2 separate regions of the Neogale vison genome follow, and region 2 is linked to region 1. A link is a contact called in public Hi-C data. All regions are on one chromosome and are shown on one strand. Each heading gives the region's core, a stretch centred on a gene start, on an enhancer-like site or on the middle of the called end of the contact. The rest is flanking DNA. Distances are from core to core; before and after follow the strand shown.

Region 1 (3,925 bases), core at 1,035-3,534:
TAGCAAGAACAGCCCCACCCCTCTCTTGATTTCCTGGAAAGTGATCAGCAATAGTGAGGCTGCCAGTGGCCGTGAGGGAGCTGGGGGATGGAGCAAACATTACCGGATCCTGGAAAAGGAAGTAGTTTTCTCCTTTCTACCCATAAGAACCACCTCAGGGGAAGAACCTCTGCCTATTAATAACTGGCCCTTATTTAGGTGCACAGCTTTCCTGTGATTATTCATAAAGCACTTTCGTATTCATGATCTTAATTGATCGAATTTTCACTGCCTTTGGAAATGATCTTGGAGGCATCATTACTCCCATTTTGTAGTGAGAAAAGTAAGATCTACCGAGACAGCTGGCTTGCTCTAGGTTTTGCAGTTGGGAACAGACCTTGGTTTCCTGTCTTCTGGCCCCCGTATCCCCTGTATTCCTTGCTTCTGGCAGGGTCTACCTTCGGCATCTTCTAGGAGAAACCTCATTATAGCCAGGTTTCTTAGTATTCAAGAGACTAAATCTTCTTGGATGAGCCCAGGGCAGACCACCTTCTATCCTGAATTTGGTTTTGTGTCAAAAGGTGTTAGAACACAGTCCATGATCAACTGTGGGCTTCACTCTACAGACACCATTTCTGAGAAAATGAGTGTGTGGATGGAAAACAGTGTATTTCATCCTGGGATAAGATTTTTCACTTTAAAATTGTTCCTAGGATCATGGGGAATAGAGTCCCACTACAGTACTTAATAGCACGGTGCTTGCAAATCACTGGCCCGATAATTTGCAAAATCCCCATTTCAGAGAGATTTGTTCTGGTTCAGAATGAAATTCTTTATTTGGAAATCGACACATCCCAGACTCAGCTTGACCAGATTTTCAGCTACTGTCTTCATCAGTCTGCCCTAAGTAGGCACTTAGGCAAGGGGAGAAGCTTTTGGTGGGCCAGAGTCTGGGGACCCCAGGTGTGGTCTAGATTATGTGTGTGACTCATGTGATGTCAGGAACACCACTTTTCTTTAAGGGAGCTCAGTTTCTTCAGCTGTGTTGAGATTGGATTAATCAGTATACTTCCAACTTCTAAAGTCACTGGATTTTTTTTTTTTTTTTTTTTTTTGAGAATGCTGTGGGAACCTAGCATGTATACATGGTGAAAGGGGTGGGGCCGAGGGCTCAGAGCCCCTTCGTTTAATCCATTCTTGTGGCCAGGGGACCCATGCGTGGATGCTAGTGTAGAAACCATTGGATAACTTCTAAAGGCCCTTCCAGCTCCGACACTGACCTTGAGAGACCAGTAATGTCTTCAAGAGGGATTTTAAGCCCCTGAGGAGTTGCAGTGAGCACAGAACTCAGGATGTGGAACTGGGTGGACAGGAAGAGGGGTTGTGACGGGGTAATAAAGAGGAAAATGTGGGGTGGAGGGTAGTATGGGATGGGGCACCGCACTTTACAGTTTATGAAGTATTTGCACATCCATCGTTTGTCTCTTCTGAGTTTGCCCAACCCTGTATATTCAGGCGATTACACAAGACCTCAAAGGCAGCCCCGTTCCTGGCCGTAGAGTTCAGGAACTTAAAGAGGAAGAAGAGACCATTTGAGCCTCAAGGAGCTTACCATCCACTAAAGGAAAAGGCACGTAAACAAATCACTGTCACGGGCAAACAGCAAGCCTCTAAGAGAGGTGCTTGCAAACGCTGAGGAGAGCAAGAAAGGCCACATTTCTCCAGGGAAGGGAGGAAGGGGGTCGTTCCCTGGGCCCTGAGCTCTGGCAGCTTGAGGAGACATGGCTCCTGGGGGCGAGGGGAGGAGTCCCAGAAAGCTGGTCCTGGGGTAGGGGAGCAGAGGTGAAGCCTTAAAGGTAACCTGACTGGGAAGGGCTTTGAAGGCGATGCAAAGAATCTAGAACCTGTGGCACTTGGAATCTGTTCCCTAGATGAGGAAGCAGCCTCCGAGTCAGGACCTTGGCCTGAGCCACCCCCCTGTCCGGAAGGGAGCTGCGGGGCTCCCCCTACCACCCCAGCCCTGTGTCTTGGTGCTCCTTCTGCTACCCTGTGCTGCCTCCAGCAGGCCTGAGCTGAGGCAGGCCGCGCGTGGGAGAGGCCTCCGGGCTGTTTATCCTGTTCGCTGGGGCTGGCCCTGGCCCCGAATGGAAGTGGGTGGGGTGGGGGCCCTGGGGGGGGGAGGGGCCTGCCAACAAGGGCTACATTCAAGGCCTGCACTGGAGCCGGGGCGAGGAGAATGGAAAGCTACAGTCTGTCGGAGCGGCCAGCCTTGGCAAGGCGGCCGGGGCCTTATAAGGAAATGTTGTTCTCTCTGAGCCAGTGGGGCTGGGACGGAGCCCTGGGCCCACAGGACAGAGCTGCCCTTGTGGTGGTAGGCCGGGGGTGCCAGCCGCCCCTGCGCTGGGAGCCTGGGCTCTCAATGGGCCACTTCTGCGGGCTCAGCATTCCCTCACAGCCCCCGCGAGTGAGGGGGCCCCCACCCCCTCCACGCCTTCACTCCCCAGCGCCCTGGGCTGATTGGAGGAAAGGAAAAAAACAAAACAAAACAAAGACTTGGCCAGATCCCAGGCCTCATTGCTGTTTGATGCTGAATTACCCAGAACGCAGGCTCAAGTCAAATTCTCTTTTCCCTGAAGGAATCTTGAGTAAAGGGATCACTCTTTGCCCTCTTTCCCTTCCCTGCACCCTTGTCTGTCTCCTCCTCCTTGTGATCACAGAACGGGCAGGGCTGGGCCCTGTTCTGTGCAGAAAGGCAGGATCTGAGACCCCGCAAAGGAAGACACCCGCAGGAAGGCAAGGGCTGCTGGGGCAGCTCTCGGAGGAGAAGGGCGACTCTCTTCACCCTTGTTACCTGGGTCTGGGGGGACAGAGGGCCTGAGAGACACAGCAGAGCCAGAGGAAAAACCGAGCCAGCCCAGGAAGCAACAACAGAAGAGAGTGTCAGCATTAGTCAGCTCCTGGAAGGAGCGCCTTTCCACAGCATGCCATGAGGGCTGATTTAAAGTATTGATCCCTCAGGGATGTCCCTGAACCCGAGATTAGGATAGGAGCAGGAAAGATGCTTAGTGTGGCCTTTTGCTTTGCCTATTCATAGACTCATAGATACACGAAACCCTGGAGTTAGGAGGGAACAGGTCAGCCAGCCCGGCTCTGCACCTGGAACAAACGTGGCGGACTTTCAACCAGCCTGTGCTCTCCCAGCGACTGTGAACTTGCTCCCTCTGGTCAGTCTCCGGTATCTACAGGTGACCCCCTGCATGTCAGCCACCCTGAGGACACAGTCTAGGGCAAAGCTCTGAGAGGCACACAATGAGCCAAATACAAGGGAGAAAGTAATACGTCCTAGCAAAAACACAAAGATGCTCTTAAGAGTTGTGATGAGGGAGAAATTCCTCGTGACTAGATGTACAGAGCGGTGGGCAAGAAAAGGTCTTGTCGGAGAGATGGCATTTGGGGTGAAGAAAAGCTGAGTTCACAGAGTGACATATGAGAGCCTGGAAAACGGGGGAGTGGCCGGCATGAACCGGCCCGGGATGGTGGCAAAGCTAGATGCTTGTTGGGCATCTGCAGGGAGACGGGCATGGCTAGGTGTGCACAGCTGGGAGACAAGGGAGCTAAGGTTGGCAGATGGGTTAGCACCAGAGTTTGGAGGCTCTGGATGCCAGAGGGAGAAGGAGATTCAAGTCCAAGACAGCTGGGAGTCTCCGAAGTTCTGAGCATCAGAGAGCTGTGACCAAGGCAGTGACTCTGGCAGTGGGGCCTGGGAGCAGGTGCAGCAGGAACCGGAGGGAGAGGCATCCTTTTCTAGCTTCACTTCCCCAAAAAGTTCTCCTTCCCCAAGCAGAGCTCTAGGTGGGCCACATTCCCCTTCCCAGGGTCTGGAGGCCTAGTGCTCCCTGCTGCCACCTAGATCCCAGGATGTCAAGTGCAGCAGGGGCTTAGTGGC
Region 2 (3,990 bases), core at 1,002-3,501, 810 kb before region 1:
GGATAGAGCCCCTTAGTAAGGTGACCATATATCATCCAAACTAGAGCACTTAAGGGAGAAAAGGGAGCTATTAAGAATGATTCCAGCAAAATAGCCATTAACTCGGAAGATGAAGCAGGGTATATGGGTGCGTAAACCTTCAGAGTTGAGGTCAACAAGAAAGGATCCCTATCCATGGAGAAATCTCCCCTCCTGAAGAAGGATACAATAATCACATCAATGCCATGACCCAGAGCTAGCTGCTTATACTGAGACCTTATGGAAGACCCCAAGAAGAGTTGAAGGAGAAAGAGAACACAACACCTCTAGAGATGAGAATTGGTTTTGAGGGATGCAAAAGATTTGAATGTGTGGCAATGAGAAGCCAAAAAGCCTTCCAGGTATTTGAAAAAAAAAAAAAAAAAAAAAAGGAAGCCTGAGCCAATGCAGTTGGGTGGAGAGGGCAGGGGACCAGGGGCCTCTGGGAAGCGTGGTGAGGAGCAGAGTAGATCTGTTGTGGCTGCAGAGGGAGATATAGTAAGACCAGGGAGGGATGAGGCAGAAAGGGCGTGGAGGCCCTGTTAGACTTGGTTCTAGTTTTGTGGATATCACCAGGGAGCATAAGCGGGGTGGCATGTATCAGTGCCCACGGTCTCGGACATCAGTTGAGACTACCCGGCCGTCCAGACACATCGCATAAGCTACTGCTGGTCTCTCCAGGCCGACTATCCTCCCTCCAACAAGTGAGGCAGTCTGATCATTTGAGGAACTGTGGGACCTTTTCTAGTTTCAGTACCAAGCACTTTCTCTCTCCATCCAGCTGCTAGAGAAGTGGTTTTGGACATTTGGGGGGAAGTGTCTGTTTGGCAATCCTGAGAGCTAGACAGCTTGGGGGGGTAGAATTTAGGGGCTATCCCCTGGTAAATATTCAAACTTTTGAAGTTCCTGGTGAGACCACTTTACATTCCTAATTTCCAGGAGAGCACACTCAAGTCCAGAGGAAGTCTGGAACTTGGGGCTTTCTGAAGGATAGAAGTCAAGGTAGTCCGGGAGAGTATCTGTGACACAGAGCAGAGCTCTGCAGTTGGTAAGAGACTTTCCAATGTGGGCCCCACATTTTGTGAGATAGGTCAGGAAGGTGTTATTACTGTGAACGAGTGGCATATAAAGGAATTAGGGTGCAGACACATGGGTGACTCATCCAAGGTCACAGAGCAAGTGAAGGAGGGCCTCTACTGGAGCCAGGCCATGTAGGCAAGCACCAACCCCACAGCCTGCTCTCAGAAGGGGGACAAGGGAGCAAAACCAGAGGGGAAGGAGGCATAGAAGGCAGAGCCAGTGGGAGGGAAGGAAGAAGTTAGAAGGGAGAGAATTACAGTAGAAGCTTGGCAAAACCCTTCCATCTAGTTGCGGGGACCTGAGATGGGCCTAGAACCTTCTCACTCTCCTTTTTCCTTCCGGATCCAAGAAAGTCAGGCCGAGGCTGTGCGGTAAGGAAGGGCTGCAGGCGTGTTGCTGGGCCTGCCCCATGTATACAGGGACCAAGCAGCAGGGGCGGCCGAGGGCCCGGGCCAGGAGGAGGGGCCGGGCCTGCCTTTGGTGCCTAGAAATCAAAGCAGCCAACCTTGGGCTTTTTCTTCCCCTCACACTGAGGCACTTTTATTGGCGAGATGAAGGGAGGCAGAGCGGGCCTACAATCCTCGCTTAGCTTTTGGAGGTTAATGACCCAGTTAGCAGCTCTTGGCTGCGTTTCCGACATTTTGCAGACATCAAGCCCCGCGTCTCTGCCAAGTACATTCTGTTCCCTGGAGCTCATCCAATGCATCTCAGATTACTATGTAATGCGACAAAGAGGGAGAGGTGGCTGGGAGGGGCAGCGGGAGCGGGCGGGCTGAGCGGCCGGAGGGGCGAGGGAGGGGTAAGGGGATGCCACCCTAAATATAGCTGCCCTCCTAGAGATGGAGGGCCAAGGTGCCTATTACTGCACTAGAGTGATCCCCAAGGGAGGGCACGGAGGCCTTAGGGTCCGGGAAAGAACTGAAGGAATCCTGCGGCGAGCTCACCCTGGGGGGCGGGGGGCCTGCCAGAGCCTCCGGGTGGGCGGGGAGAACGGGGGAGGGGGATCGGGGAGGGGGAGGAGCTACGGGATAGGCCCCGCCCCAAAGCCCTTCCCGCAGTTCCAGAGCTGCTGCAGCCCGCGCGCTAATTATAGACGTGAATGGAAAGCGGCAGCTTGTGAATGATCGCGTTGCTCGTGCTGCCTTTGGAGGCTGAGGAGCAGGTGCTGCCCTGCTAGATACAAAGTGATTCATTTAAAAGCCCTCTGTCCCGCGAGCACACTCACGGACGACAGGAATCCTCTAGTTCTCTCCTTCCACTGCCCAGAGGTGGATTCCACTATTGGTTTTAAGAGTCCTGGATCTGGGGATCCGGACGGTGAGAGGCTGGAGTTTCCCATCTCTTTCCTCCCATCTTTACAAATCTCCCCGTGGGTGAGAAGAACCCCCACGCCTTTTCAAGCTGTTGGGAAGTAGTATCTTGTTTTACAGATGGAGAAATTGAGGCTGGGACAGAAGCAGGGATGTGCCCCGCCCCCCGCCCCATGCACACATCCTGGGGCGCATGGTGAGTCAGTGTGAGCTATTTGCCTTACCAAGTGGGAACCTGAAGCAGATTTCACTTCAGTAACATTCATTTCCAGGCATGGATCTTTGGCATAGGATCATCCCCTTCCCTATCCTGCCTCAGCTTCCCCTCTTCCCCGCCCCCCATCCCGCCACTGCCACCAGGAAAACTTGCTAATGCTAGCTGATTCTCATTGGGAGGTTTAAGTTCCGGGCCTGGAAACTGGGTGAAGTGAAAACTATGCCCATTTTCCTGTCGGTTATGTGTGAGTCAATCTGATGTGCCCTCCATCAGCATAATCCTGTCATGAGGAACTCCAGAGGAGGCAAAATGCAGCCTTTTCTTCCTCCTCAGCATCTCACATGCACCCAGCGCTCAGATGCCACATGATCTCATGAACATCACCACGGAACCCAGGCCACGCAAGCACAGCAAAAAGTCTCATCACCATTTTACCAAGGGTTTGGAAGGTGGAGGAGACTTGCTCTCGGTCATCTGCTTGTAGTAGCCAGTTTGAGAGCCAAACCCAGGACTCCAACCCGCATGCTGCGCTGTGCCTAGTTCTCAGACTGTGGTCTGCAACAGGGGGCAGGGATCCACCTCGTCCTAAAGAGAGGTTGTGCTAAGAAGCCTGGTGATCTCCCACTTGGCTGCTGGCCTTCTCTCCTCAGAGGCTCCCACGCCCCCTTCCTCCATCCTAAGCCACAGTAGACAACTGGGTGTGAACAGCTGCCTTCTTTGGGACCGGAAGTCTCCAAACCCCTCACTGCTCTAGACTTCAAAGAACAAGGCCAATCCCACTCATCTGCTGGACCTATTTACGTTCTCCTCACCTCAGCTGATCCCCCTGGGCCTAGCTCTTTCCCTGTGTTCCCCTCAAGATGTCTACCTGGGAGCATCAAATACTACGCTGAAAAAAGAAGGAATAGATGTGAAGGATATTTTAATTATTCTTTTATTTGCCTCTTTGAAGCAAGGAGTGTATCTGAGTCTTTGTAGGTCCCCATCCAACCAGACATACAAGGGTACAGCTGACTGCACTAGCATAGCAGACACACAGAAATGTTGAAGAATCATAAAGCTTTCACATAGCTGAGGAAATGTGCATATACCGAGGCTGGCCATTGTCACGTCTCTCTGACAACACAGATCTTTGGTCAGAATCTGCAATTTGCACGTGCAGGATGAGGCTCTGCCCTGATCAGTTGTGCAATATTGGCAGGTTGCTTAATCCCTCTGGGTCTCCATTTTCTCATCTGCAAAATGGACATTATTATACCTCACAGAGTCAATGGTAAGTGGTATTGGCAGTGCTGGGCCAGGAAAGGAGGAAAATGGGTTCAAATGTGAATGGTAGTCTCTGTAGTCACTACTTAGTTTGGAAAC

What was found. Hi-C and Micro-C count contacts between places; a contact is called where the count stands out from the background.
Region 2: a Hi-C map of muscle shows a contact between it and region 1, with 14 times the contacts expected there. The contact joins two enhancer-like sites. A contact is called at or near these places in 2 of 3 Hi-C or Micro-C datasets (fibroblasts and muscle).

What each region holds. Positions count from the first base shown.
Region 1 is chr6:110,431,275-110,435,199 of ASM_NN_V1, reverse strand. No RefSeq gene overlaps it. Among named protein-coding and RNA genes, the nearest start is that of BCL6, 270 kb to the right of the region's middle. Within about 2 kb of position 2,284, the one cell type or tissue checked has open chromatin away from gene starts, as enhancers often do. A contact at or near this core is called in fibroblasts, where this site is marked.
Region 2 is chr6:111,245,237-111,249,226 of ASM_NN_V1, reverse strand. No RefSeq gene overlaps it. Among named protein-coding and RNA genes, the nearest start is that of TPRG1, 210 kb to the left of the region's middle. Within about 2 kb of position 2,251, the one cell type or tissue checked has open chromatin away from gene starts, as enhancers often do. A contact at or near this core is called in fibroblasts, where this site is marked.